Regions from separate parts of the Mus musculus genome. Here region 1 is linked to region 2. A link is a contact called in public Hi-C data. All regions are on one chromosome and are shown on one strand. Each heading gives the region's core, a stretch centred on a gene start, on an enhancer-like site or on the middle of the called end of the contact. The rest is flanking DNA. Distances are from core to core; before and after follow the strand shown. Region 1 overlaps Dapp1 (dual adaptor for phosphotyrosine and 3-phosphoinositides 1). Region 2 has its middle 7.4 kb from the start of Gm31678.

Region 1 (6,860 bases), core at 3,407-5,906, 140 kb before region 2:
GGGCCCAGGTCTGAAACTCCGGTCATCAGGCTTGGCAGCAAGCTCCTATACCCGTATCTGTGCCACCTCGCTGACCCCATTCAAAGCCTTATACTAGGAAAAAAAAAAATCTTAAAACATTAAAAAAAAAAAAACCTATCCAGAAAGCATCCTAAAATAGTAGGCCTGACTGCATAGCTCCCGAGAAAGAACATCAAGTTGCTTGTGTAAATAAATAAATAAATAAGGTAAAGAAAAATTACCTGAGGATGGAGAATGGGAAGCTACCATGAAAGGGAGCTGGGAACTAAGTCCTTCAGAGGAGTGGCATAGTTACGGGAAGCAGGACCACCATCCTCTTCCCGCTTTGGGGCCTGTGTGTTTGAGTTGCTTTCTAGGCAGGTAGAAACGGAAGGTATCTTGGGACCATTTAATTTCCCCTTTACAAAGGAGAAAACAGGTATGATGAGAAAAGAAGCCAATTTGCATATCCCCATTCCTGAGGCTGACTCCCTGTAACTCGTTTTCGTCAAACCTTGATTTACGCATGCGCGAACCTCCCCCCACCGTGGAGAGCAGTTTGCATCCAGCACAGGTTCCCATGGTGCCGGACACCTGAGACTGAGAGTGACTGCGTTGTGATGAGCAGACCCACAAGGTCGCCATTCCACTCTGGAGTCTGCCGTTTGCCAACCCTGTGTTCTCAGGCCCACTGTTAACCTCTTTGAGCTTTGAGCTTTGGTTTCATCGTCGTCTAAAATCGAGCTTGCGGTAACGGTTCACACTTTCGTGCCTCCTTGTGAAGGGAGAACAACTTCAGATATGAAAGACTTAGAATGATTCTCAGCAGAGACGTTCTGCAGTATGACTCATTCACTAAACCCCGTGGTGGTAATTGATTCTATCAGATTCAAGGCGGGAGCTGTAAGATCTTTGGTATAGCATGAAACAATTAATGACAGATGTGTTCATCGGCTGTTCATGAGGCCCTATTGTACTCATATGTGTGGTGGAGTCAGGGGACCACTCCAAAATAAGTGGCCTCCCTTGGCTTGACGTTTGAACGAAGTCTTCTGCCCTGACGAATTGGTCTACTTCTCTTTTCTCAGTGTGTTTGCCTCTGGGAGGCTAGACTTGGGATACGTGTACATGTTGGTTAAAGTGTGCCAGGCAAGCACCACGGTAGACAAGAAAAAGAACTGGACTATTCGTACAGGACCCCAACCCCTAGAAAGCCACCTCTCAATGACAGGGGCCAGAAAATCACACAGTGACAATTGAAAAACCTTGTTCTGAACCCCAGGGCAGTATAAATAAAACATAGGTGAATATTTTCACACTTACTTAACAAATAAGTATTGAGAACAAACCACCAGATGGATACTGTCAGCCTGCTAAAATAGACAAAATAGAGAGGTGAATTAAATGCCATTCTTTTAAAAAATAGATGTATTTCTTTTTATGTAAATGAGTGTTTTGCCTGTAGGCATGCCTATACCCTATGTCTATCTGGTGCCTACAGACATCAGGCGAGGGACCCAGATCCCCTATAACTGGAGTCACAGATGGTTATGAGCCACCATGAAGGTGCTGGAAACTCAGCTCAGAGCCTCTGCGAGAGCAGCAAATGCTCATAACTGCTGAGTCATTGGCCCAGGCCCCTCAAAAACCATTCTTGATCGGGAACACCTTATGGTCTGCCCCTCAGGGAGAGCTCACAAGCTAACTTTAGTGCATAAGACAAAGATGAAAACAACCAACACACCTGAGGCCTGAAGCCATCCCTGCCTTTTGTCTAAGTTTCATCGTAACACACTCCTGGTATTGTGGATGGAGTTATAGATGTTATCTGTCACATAAACTCTATGTTTATCAATCAGTTCGTCAACACGCTGAACGTGTCTGAAGCCAGGCTCATGTCAGCGGCAGGAAGCAGCCTTCACGAAGCTCAGAAACTGAAGTGAAACTTGGAACCAAGCAGCCAGGGCAGAGTTTCTCATCTTCTTCCCCCTCTGTCTCCTGCCACACCCACCCCCAACTTCTCCACCCCCCACCCCCACCCCCATGTCCCCATTGCCTTTTATCTGACTCTTCCAACTAAGTCCTGTGGTTCTTTTATAATCTAAATTCACCAACCCAGATTTCCTTTCCTGTAAAGGGAAGGCATAGTTTTGGGGTTTGGGTAGAGGTGATAGCCATTGCTTCTCTAGCTGACTAAATGTGAAAACACTGGAGTGCGTGGAGAAGGGGGACGCTTTAGTATGTTCATTCAGGATGTGCAGCAAGCTGAACTAGAGAAGGAAGGGAAGCAGCCCAGTAGTCATGGCAACAGGGAAGGCGTCGATGATTGGACATGTCATCTGCAAGAGCCTGTCTCTACGCCTCTCAAACATGGACCTACAGCAATGCTTGTGAAGCCAGGAAATAGCATTGCTGAGCCTTCTTTCCAGAGGAGGAAATAAGTGAGGTGAATCCAACTGATGGATGAGGACACACACACACACACACACACACACACACACACACACACATATGGGGCAGGGGGAGGGAGGAGGAGAAGGAGGAGGAGGGAGGAAGACAGAGAGAGGGAGAGAGAGAGAGAAGAGAGAGAGAATATGTAATGTAAAGGTTTAAAGTGTGGGGCTTGGGGCTGGAGAGATGACCCAGCAGTTAGAAATGCATGCTCTCCTTGCAGCAGGCCAGAGTTTCCTTCCAAGCACCTCCTCCAAACAGCTGCGCTACCTGCACCTCCCACTCCAGGGACTCTGACTCACACTCTGGCCTCAGCAGACATCAGTGTGCACATGTGCACAGCAGCATGCACACAAATGAAGTCTTTAAAAAAAAAAATCAAGTTCCCCAAAATTCAGTCATTGGATTTTCATTTAAGGACTTTTCAGTGTGTTCTTTATCGAAGAATACTATCTACTGTTTTGCAATCTTTCTGCAAACACCCTCTGTCTGGTGCACAGCTCAGCCTTGTGGAGGAAGTTTAGCTGTTTGCACTAGTTAGGGGAAGAACAAACAGGCAGAAGGGCTAGTCTAGGTCAGCTTGAGCAGAGGGGCGGGGGAGAGAGGCGATCCAGGCTGGTCTTAGCTGGTGGGTCCAGGTGTCTTTCCACAATGCCAGAGCAACTGCCTGGCATATCAGTGGGATATTTCTTGGGGGTAGGGCAAATGTAGAGACGACACCAGCCCTGAGCTCACCCAGCCTCTGCAGAGGAAAGCAGTCTGCACGTGGCCCTCGAGCCTGCTCTGCATGTGGCCCCTGAGCCTGCTCCATGGCTGCTTTTGATTTTGATGCCTCTGCTTTCATTCTGACTCCTGCTCCACACGGGACTGATGAATTCTCAGGAAGGGCCAGGGTGATAAAAGAGAGCACAGGCAACGTGCAAGAGCAGACTGTGCCCTCTGATAACTGTCAAGCCATTTGTCACTGGGAGCCCGGTGCCACTGACGTGAATGGGAGGGATACAGAGAGGGCCTGGATCCTCCTCTGAGGCAAAATCAGAGACACCTTCTTTCATCTTTTTTTAAAGATTTATTTTATGTATGTTAGTACACTGTAGCTGTACAGATGGTTGTGAGCCTTCATGTTGTTAGCCCAAAGATATATTATTACACATAGGTACACTGTAGCTGACTTCAGATGCACCAGAAGAGGGCGTCAGATCTCATTATGGGTGGTTGTGAGCCACTATGTGGTTGCTGGGATTTGAACTCGGGACCTTCGGAAGATCAGTCAGTGCTCTTATCCTCTGAGCCATCTCTTCATGTGAGCCAGCCCTCTTTCATCTTTTCTAAACAAACTTTCATCCTTACAGCAGCCTGTTATCTGGTCCATGGTATCTGATTTGACAGTCATTCATGTGTATAGAAACACTGTGTAATGTCTTAGAGGGTAGTTATCATTAACATTCAGAGCTTTTGCACCTAATACTAATGAGGTATTTTTCTGTCACTACTGGCCCCTCCTTTGCCCCAATTTGGTGTCTATATTTTCTATAGTCTTTCAACTCATCTTTTCAAAGATGGTCGCCTATGTCACCATCTTCCCCATCTCCTGTCTTGTGCTCTTTATTTGTTCATAACACCTCTTTAAAAAAAAAAAAGTTTTATTTATTTTATGTATATGAGTACACCAGAAGATCCCATTACAGGTGGTGTGAGCCACCACGTGGTTGCTGGGAATTAAACTCAGGACCTTTGGAAGAACAGTCAGTTCTCTTAACCACTGACCCATCCCACCAGCCCCAACACATCTTACACATGGAATGTGTTGGCCTAGTACTTCTGACCCCTGAATCTTGAGTATTTGCCTAATCAGAGCATGAACGTGTATCTGCTGTGGCAGCCCCATGGCCAGCACCAGTGCCTGGCACAGAACTGAATGAATACTAGTTAAATTACTTGATGAATTATTTTCTTCATGTCTAGTAAAGTCCTGAATAGAGCTGCTGTAGAAAAGACCTTTTAAGATAAAAAGCAGGAAGCAGGCTGGAGGTAGAGCTTAGTGGTAGAGCTTTCGACTCACACATCCAAGACCCTGAATGGTCTTTAGCAGTCCCCCCTCCCCCAAGAAAACTAGCAAGAAGCCATTGCAGTAGAGGAAAAACAAAGACTTCAGCTTTCTTCTAGTCAAAGTTTCTAGTTTCTGGTTGACTGGTTGGTTGGGGGAAGTTCACAGAATGGGAAATGTCAGAATGCAGAGTCAGAGGTTCTCTGAGCCTCTGAATGATGTTCCCAGGGTCTACTTGCCCGGGCTGAACCCCCTTTCTGCCTGGCTCCCTCTTCTGTATGGACATGGAAGCAATTGCAAATGAGCTCCCATCTGCTCCTGCCCTGATCGCCCAAGTCAGTCGGAGGCTTCACTGGGGTGCGAGGAGAGTATGGGGAGAGGGCTGGGAGGCTGTGGTTTTGAGTCCACTGATCTGTTATGTTTGTTCCAAAGCTGCTAAGCAGTAAGGACGTCAGCAGAGACTCTCCCTGTGCCCGTGTTCTCGGCTTTGTTCTCACACCTTTATGAGAGTCTGCTTGCAAAGTTTCTAGTTATGGCCTAAGGTCCAGCTCAACCGTCAAGCTTCTTGTGTGAGCTGTTCTGAGCATCCCACGTTGTCCACACCATTCTCTGGGTCTCATCACCTTGCTCATTTAAGCGACTATATTGATCTCTCAGCTAACTCATGCTGTACATCTCTGCATCCAAGTCCTATGGCTTGTATAAAGTTGGTCTTCTCGGAATGCTGTGGAGATGAGTAAGCACAAGTATAACTAATAATGGAGGTGGTGATAAGAAGGCTCAAACAGGAAGAGTGCTTGTTTCACAAGCCAGGGTTTGATCCCTGGAGTCTCACGGTAGAAAGAACTGGCCACAAAAGTTGTCCTCTGACCTCTACATATCACACACACACACACACACACACACACACTTTATAAATAGACTTTACAAGCCCGCCAGTCACCTTGGCTAACATTTGTATCTTCCCTCAAGCATCATATTGGACTATATATGTACGTATGTATGTATATTTCTGTTTTCATGCAGGGACTCTGATGGTTTTGAAGCATCCCTATCCAAGGGAAGTGGAAGAACCTTGCATTTACGAATCAGTCCGGGTTCACACAGCGATGCAGACAGGAAGGACAGAGAACGACCTCGTGCCCACTGCGCCTTCTGTAAGTGCCCACTGTGCTCTTCACTGATTGCCATTGAATGCAGCAAGAACTAAAGTCCATTGGCTCACACAAAAGTTCTAGTCTGGAGCCAACTTAGTGGCACACACTCATAATCCCAGCACTTGGGAGTCTGAGACTTGAGAGTCACTATGAGCTCAACCTTGGGCTAAAGAGAGAGTTCTGTGTCAGCCGGAGCTGTCTTGTAGCATCCTGTCTTGAAAAGCAAGCAAGCAAACCAACAAACAACAAAGCAGTACATTCTCGAGGGGATACAAAACTTGGAATTTGGTTTAATATTGTGAGGCTATAATTAAATTCAGCTGGTCCAAGGAAAATTAAAAACAAACAAACAAACAGAAACCCACAAACGCTTTGGATGAGTGTAGGTCAGAATTACAGTGCTTGCCTGGTATTGTGAGATCATGCATGTCTTATCCCCAGTAGAAGGAGAGAGAGAGAGAGAGACAGAGACAGAGACAGAGACAGAGACAGAGACAGAGACAGACAGAGAGACTGACAGAGAGACAGACAGAGAGAGAGAGAGAGACCTAGTGATAGGATTTCAAAAACTTAGAAAATGTCACTGATATTTCTCTCTTTAAACAGGTTCATGGTAGAGTAGGTGAGAGATGAGGATACCTAGCTGCCTAAGCAGTCATTCCTTGACAAGCTGCTTAAAACGTAGAGAAACAATTTCCTTTGCATTTCAACTACCCATGAAAGAAAAACCTCTCCAGTCCCCCCGGAAAACTCGGGGTACCGTTTTCTATCTTTGGTTCTCCAGTGAATGGCACCCACGGGGAGAAAGTATTCTTACTTCTTGCCAATGTGGCCCCACTCCCCTTTAGTCTGAGCATTATGGGATGCGGGGATGAGTCATCGCTCATCTCAGAGGTCATCGCTATGTATTCTGTGAGCCACAGTCTGCAGGTTCCTCCGACATCCCCTCCTTTTCCCATCCTCAGGGTTCCTCCACTTGCTCTCTCCTCCTAACATGCTGAGCACTTCTAGTAGGGGAAATCTTAGTTTGGGCAGAAGATAAAAATAGCAACATCCAAATAGAACACCAAGAAGCCATTTACACTTAAAAACCAGCCACTTCCAGTTATTAACTACCAAGCATATTAAACCAGATGGGACCTTCCTATCCCCCCAAAGTGATTTTTTTTCTATTCTGATGCCAAAAGAAGACTTTCTTAAATGTG
Region 2 (6,828 bases), core at 4,198-6,697:
AAGTAGCTTTCTGGACCTGTTCCCATCAAGCCCCGGGGACAAAAAGTGGGGATGATAGTGGAGTGTTCAGCATAAAAACAGCTAATGACAAAGCTAGTTTTAGGGGAAAGGCCTTAGTGTCTTTCTGGGTTTTCCTTGATTATTTTTTTCTGGGGTGTATCATTGCAAGATAGCTGCTCTGCCTTGACTGTAAATTAAAAAGGAGGAAATCAGGCTTGCCAGTGACCCCTGAGCCTAGGGAGAAGACAGAAGGAGCCTGAACTGTAGAAGAAAGGACTCCTGGAAGGCTTGCCAGCCCAGAGACACTAGCTGTTCTGGTGAACACAGGCTAGTGGAGAGACCAGCTACAGACAGTGATGGTGTCCTCGAGGCTTCCAGAGCAAAAAGAAAGAATTCAGGCAGTTTCCGTTACAGTTTCCATCTGTTTTTGTATGTCTTGTGTGTGACCCAAAGCTTTTCATTAGATTTGCTTACCAGAGTGTGGGTAGGGCTTGTTTGCAGGTAACCGTGAGCCTTACCAAAGGTTGCCACCAAAGAAAATGCTTGGTCTCCCATCAACCTGAGTAGATAATCTTCAGCAGTATTTGTATCCATGTAGTCAAAGCTGTCCTCAAGCTTGGAATTCTCATGTCTGTTATTGGGTTATAGGGATGCCTCAACAATGCCTTGACTTGCATTGTTTTTTTATATATACATATATATTTAAACACACACACCACACACACAGATTTGTATTTCCCAAACCAGCCAATTAATCTATTTAAAATAAACATTAAATTTAGGTAACAAGCAAGCAAAAACTCCTTAATATTCAGTTAAAATAATAGTCAACAAACATGTAGTGTTAATAGTTTTGGCTTTGAGCTAGTTACCAGCAGTCACATCTGACACATCAACTTGATGGAATGATTACAGGAGTTAGTGCTTGTTTGATATCAAACATCTAAAACACTTGGGGCTCAGTAAGAACTGCCTGTTCTTCTAGAGGACCCAGGTTCAATCCCAACCACTTATATGGCACCCCACAACTGTCTATACCAGTCCCCTGGGATCTGATGCCTTCTTCTGGCATCCCTGGGTACCAGGTATAGACATACATGCAGACAAATAGACATATGCATAAAGTAGATAAATAAAATTATTTTTTAAAAATTCTTAAAGACTTGATCTCTGTGTGTGCAAGTGCTAAACATTATATTATCCGTGTATCTCTCTGCTTATTTTAACCTACTCATCTTGAAGTATTAAGGGTTGAATCTTTTAGCTACTGAGATGGTTCAGAGGGTAAAGGTGCTTGCCAGCAAGTCTGAGGACCTGGGTTTGAGTCCCAGGACCCAGGGAGAGGAAGGCGATCATCAACTTCCAAAAGTTGTTTTCTGACCTCCAGCCAGCAGACATGTCTATAGATAACCCAGCCAGCAGACATGGAGGCTTATGTTCTGTCATTCTGGGAAGTTTTGTGGAATCATTTGTCCAATGATTTCCTCCATCCTTTCTGATCTCTTTGTGGAGTCGCTATTGGGTTTCCCCGAAAGACACTCTTTTCCTATCTTCTTTGCTAACCATTTCTGCCGACTCAGTAAGTCTTTAGGAGGGAGCATGCATAAGGCCCTGCTCATTATACCACATTTAACCATAAGCCCAATTAACTATGAAGGAGCTGAAGTTTCATCAAGAACTAATTTCTCCTTAAGAACTAGCTTGTAAAGGCTAGTGAGTCAATAGGCAGTAGATTTAAGAATATCCCTTTATTTAAATATAATCTCTTACATTATCCCCTTTATTATTAAAATTTTTTTCTAATTTTGACACTCAGGAGCATCAAGAGTCCAAGGTCACCTTCAGATACATAGAAAATTGAAGACTAGCCTGGGGCTATGTAAGGCCCTGTTTCAGAAATACTGCTGAGCTATTCAGGTGACAAGAACTCCTTGTAAATAAGGTCTGTGATAGACAGAAGGAGGTGTGAACATCTGAGAGACAGACATTTAGGAACTGGGACTTGGAATCGATTGAGTGTGGGGGAAGTGAGGAGGGGCTGAGTCAGGAGGGAAAAGAGAGAGAACTTAATTTAGGAAATTTTGAGTTTGTGAGGGCTATCAAGTAGAAATCTCAACTGAAAGCTCCGAAGGGGCTTTTGAAACAGATACATCATGTCGTCATCCGTACATAATACGAATTGTGATCCCAGGAGGAAAGCATGCCAACTCGAGAAGAAGAAGGTCAGAGAAGGTTTGATCAACCATTTACAGTACTGAAGAAATAAAACCCAACAGAGCTACAGGCAGAGACTTCTCTGCAGGAGGGACCCTTGTTTCCTTTTCGTTGGTAGAGGGGTGTCTAAAATTTTTTAGATGAAAAAGCTGAGACCCAGGAGTTTAATTTGTTTAAGGTAACAAATGTTAAAAGTAAAACTAGTTTTTGTTTGTTTGTTTGTTTTGTTTTGTCCTTCCCCCACCCAGTGCCCTGTGTATATATAAGCACATTTTATACAATAGCACATAGTGCCTGTGTGGAGGTCACAGGACAGTTCATGGGAGTCCGTCAACTCTACCATGTGGATTTTGTTGTGTTTAATATTATTTTGGGGTTTGCTATAGCCTCTTGTTGCCTTTAAATATCTAATAGGGGTTTCTACCTCATCTCAGACCATATTGTTCCCAGATAAAAGACATAAAACAAAAACAAAACAAAAAAAGCCAGGCAGTGGTGGCACACGACTTAATCCCAGCACTTGGGAGGCAGAGGCAGGTGGATTTCTGAGTTTGAGGCCAGGGTGGTCTACAGAGTGAGTTTCAGGACAGCCAGGGCTACACAGAGAAACCCTGTCTTAAAAAACCAAGACCAAAACAAAACAAAAACACACAAAACTCTATATTTATAATAAGCCAAAAGGCACTAAGTGGACCATCGAAGCTATCCTTCTGAAATGGGACACAAGCAAGGGACTAGAGTTGGGGGTGGGGGTGGGGGTGGGGGTGGGGGTGGGGGTGGGGGGAAATAAGATCCAGGAACATAAACATACTGCTGATGTAGTCACACTCTTTGGAACTGTGGTGGTTTGAATAGAAATGACTGCCATACACTCGTGCTTGAATACTAGGCCCATAGGGAACAACAATGTTAGTAGGTGTGGCCTCGTTTGAGGAAGTTTGTCATTGTAGAGGCTTAAGCATACAGTTTCCTTTTGCAGTCTGAGGCTCAAGGTGTAGAACTCTCAGCTCCTTCTCCGGCAGCATGTCTGTCTGCATGCTGCCATGTTTCCAATGGACTAAACCTCTGAAACTGTAAGCCAGTCCCAGTTAAATGCTTTTTTTTTTTTTTTAATAAGAGTTGCCATGTTCATAGTGTCTCTTTATAACAATAAAGCCCTAACTAGGACAGGAACCAACTGCATAAGACATTACTGGGACATCCTGGTGTCTGAACCCAAATAGCAAGTATATTAGCTTCTCATTCCCATGACAAATGACTGAGAGAAATAACCTCAAAGAAGGAAAGATCTATTTCAGCTCATGGTTTCCCAGGCTTCAGTCCATGGTTGGCTGGCTTTCACGCCTTGGGTCCAAGAAGAGGCAGAACACTTTGGTGGCAGGAATATGTTGAGAAGAAGGCTATTTACTGAGAAACAAAGACAGAGATAGGAAGACAGCAAGGGCCCAGGGCTAAGATTTACCCCCAGCGATGTAACCCCAGTGACCACTTGCTTTAGATATGGCTGCTTCGTGATGTTCTTACCACTTCCGGTACTAGTACCAACAGTAGGGAACAAACAAGCCTTCAACACATGTGGGGAGTTTCATCTTTAAACCATACCTTGTTTGATTGGTATGATCGATAGATAGTTAAAGGGCTTTAGATGTTCTTATTTATTTATTTATTTATTTAAGACAAGGTCTTATAGATTTAGGCTGGTCTCGAACTCACTTTATGTTCGGGCTAGGCTTGAACTCCTCATGCTGATGGCTTCATCTCTTGAGTGCGGCAATTACAGTCCCAGCTCTAGTCAGGGTTTCCATTGCTGCAATGAAACACCATGATCAAAAAGCAAGCTGGGGAGGAAAGGGTTTATTTGATTTCTACTTCCATTTTGCTGTTCATGATTGAAGGAAGTCAGGATAGGAACTCAAATAAGACAGGATCCTGGAGGCAGAAGCCATGAAGGGGGGCTGCTTACTGGCTTGCTTCCCCTGCCTTGCTCAGCCTGCTTTCTTACGGAATTATGGCCATCAGCCGTAATGGGGGCCCTTGCCCATTGATTGCTAATTGAGAAAATGCCTTACAGCTGGATCTCATGGAGGCATTTCCTCAACTGAGGCTCCTTGCTCTCTGATGACTCTAGCTTGTGTCTGGTTGACACAAAAGCAGCCAGTACACCTGTTACATCAGCACATGGAAGGGAGAGGCAGGCGAGTGGATCAGGAATTGAAGGTCATTTGCCACATAGCAAGTTCAGAGCCAGCTCAAGCTCCGTGAGATTCTTTCTCAAAGAGGAACACTGGAATTTTTGTGTGTAGAAGTTAATACGGATTGAGGCAATACAATCAATTATCTTTACTCAGACAACTCAAACAAAACAAATGCCGGCACCTGTGAGATGCAGACACTCATTTCGGGCTTTGAGACTGTTGAAGAATGTTACCATTTTATAAAGATTATTTTTGTGAAACTAGCACTATGCCCATATATCTTATCTTATCATACATAAAGAGAAACGTAACCAATATGCTGTGTTTATTCCGAAAATGAACTAACAGGACTCACAGCTATGTTATAAATATTAATAGGCAAGATGTATGGTTTTTTAGTAAAAATGTCTCATGACCCTGAGCAAGACAAGACAGAGAATTATAGATTGGATGTTAATCGTAGGAGGCACTGAGGATCTTGTGTTCACAGATAAACACTAGGGGAACCTGGAAAGTTACATGCACACAGGGTTGTTCCTTCAAAGAAGAGATGCATAACCTGATATCTGACCAGAATGCTGGGAGCAGATGTGGTTGACTGCGTGGTGACCCTTGCAGTATCTGTGTGGTAGAGTCAACATCGGATCCTCCCACAGACCCTTGGTAAGCTTGTTTTTCTCTGTCAATCTATAGAGCTTATCTTTATGGAGAGTGTCACATGTACTTCACAAAGAATTTCAATGTAGTCATGTCCAATCTTTATTTGGCTTATTTCACTCCTTTACTTATGTGTGCTTTGTTTTGCACACAGAAATGAATTAATTATCATCAGGAATGTTTTCACCAAATAGTACTGTGCTTAAAATGTGCATAACTAAATGGCTTGGGTCAGACTCCTGTACTTTGAACCAACACTGGCTGCTTAGTCAAACTCCTTCTTGCCTCCCATGGATCGTTACTCTGCTGACTGTGGAGGTCACAGACACCCACAAAGTTAAGGAAATAAACCTTCAAAAGGAATAGCAAAAAGCACAATCTCTCTCCCTTTCTTTCACACCCCCACATTCAAACAGCGAGCTATGAGAACATCTACTCTTTCAGCATCTGACTCCTTTGTCAGCTTTTCCCCATAGTGGCTTTGGCTGCCTCACCTCTGCTTTGTGATCTGCTTTTTCACGACAGTCTCCTAATGGTCGCCCCAGTTTCTCTCCTTCCCCCTCTTCCATACTCTTACAGAGATAAGAATAATACTAAGAGGACATGCTGGATCTTGTCCTTTTAGGGATCTGGGTCCAGGGTCCCTCAAGAGCTTGCAGCCAGTGTGTTTTCAGGAGCTGTTTCTTCTCAAGGTCTGAATGAGAGAGAGGCTCACAGAGCAGTTGGCAGGCCCTGGGGCTCTGCTGACACTGGAGACATCAGTTACTTATCATGTGGTCTAGCTTAGAGCACCGTGGAAGCCAGAGTGCATTTATCTATCTCCTCACTATGTGTGTGTGTGTATGTAGAATTTATTAATATTAGAAATATTATTTGATTTGTTTTCTTTCCCCTGGAGATGGAGACTAAACACAGAGCCTGAATGTTAGAGTGCTCAGCATAGTATGTTATTCTGGTGCCATTCTTCAAGGGGGATGAAGAGTGGAGAGGCCTGCTACTCAGACATCTAAATCTATAGGGTTATAGGTCATAGCTGCTCAGACATCTAAATCTATATAGGGTTATAGGTCATAGCGTTAAGCATTCCCCCACTAATCAAAACTAGTATTTTATTGAAAAAGGTTTATCTTTGGACATTTCTTAGTTGTAGCTCCAGCTTTCTCAAGACATGCTCGCCAAGCCTCTTAGGGCTGAGGGAATACTGTTGGGGAATAACAAGCTCTCACCTCTGTCACCTCTGGCTATTCGCTTTCCTGACTTCAGTGGACTCATCCCTCAAAGGTGGAATGTTCTGTTCTGAAACGAGACAAGCTGAAGGCTTAAAACAGCGAGACCATCAGACTCAGTACCGGAGTATATCTACTTTATGAACAATTTCCCATTGATCACATTGTATATGATAATATTTCTAAACTACACTTGGTTATTACACACGACTTCACCTGTTGCTTTTAGTTTTCTTAAGACGAGAATGCAAGAAAATTTAATGTCACAAAATAAATAAAAACAAGAACAACACTCAACCGAACAATGAGAGAAAGCAGTTCTGTTTTCAATGGAGTCCCCTTTCCCAATGATCTCTTTTAGATTTGTTTAGAAGCCTGTGTGGTGAGAGATGAAGAAAGGCATTGTGGTGGCAGAATCCCAGGTGGCATCAGGAAACACTGCCTTATGTGGTGTGGCTGGAGGGATGGAATGATGGTTTCTTGCAGAAGACCTGGGTTTGGTTTGTCCCATGGAGAGCAGGCCGGACTCCAATTCC

What was found. A called contact is a pair of places that touch in the nucleus more often than the background predicts.
Region 1: a Hi-C map of the G1E-ER4 cell line shows a contact between it and region 2, with 2.9 times the contacts expected there. The contact joins two enhancer-like sites. A contact is called at or near these places in 1 of 484 Hi-C or Micro-C datasets (the G1E-ER4 cell line), 1 of 115 datasets of contacts at active chromatin or transcription factors (embryonic stem cells) and 2 of 9 other capture datasets (adipose tissue and liver).

The regions. Positions count from the first base shown.
Region 1 is chr3:137,948,442-137,955,301 of GRCm38.p6, reverse strand. It overlaps Dapp1 (dual adaptor for phosphotyrosine and 3-phosphoinositides 1), which reads left to right. Exons shown (of 9, transcript NM_011932.3): 4 at 5,525-5,655. The region is part of intron 2 of Gm19708 (a long non-coding RNA gene); the gene reads right to left. Among named protein-coding and RNA genes, the nearest start is that of Gm19708, 8.1 kb to the right of the region's middle. Within about 2 kb of position 4,656, at least 27 of the 459 cell types and tissues checked have an H3K27ac peak or open chromatin away from gene starts, as enhancers often do. A contact at or near this core is called in the G1E-ER4 cell line, where this site is marked.
Region 2 is chr3:137,806,635-137,813,462 of GRCm38.p6, reverse strand. No RefSeq gene overlaps it. Among named protein-coding and RNA genes, the nearest start is that of Gm31678, 7.4 kb to the right of the region's middle. Within about 2 kb of position 5,447, at least 6 of the 459 cell types and tissues checked have an H3K27ac peak or open chromatin away from gene starts, as enhancers often do. A contact at or near this core is called in the G1E-ER4 cell line, where this site is marked.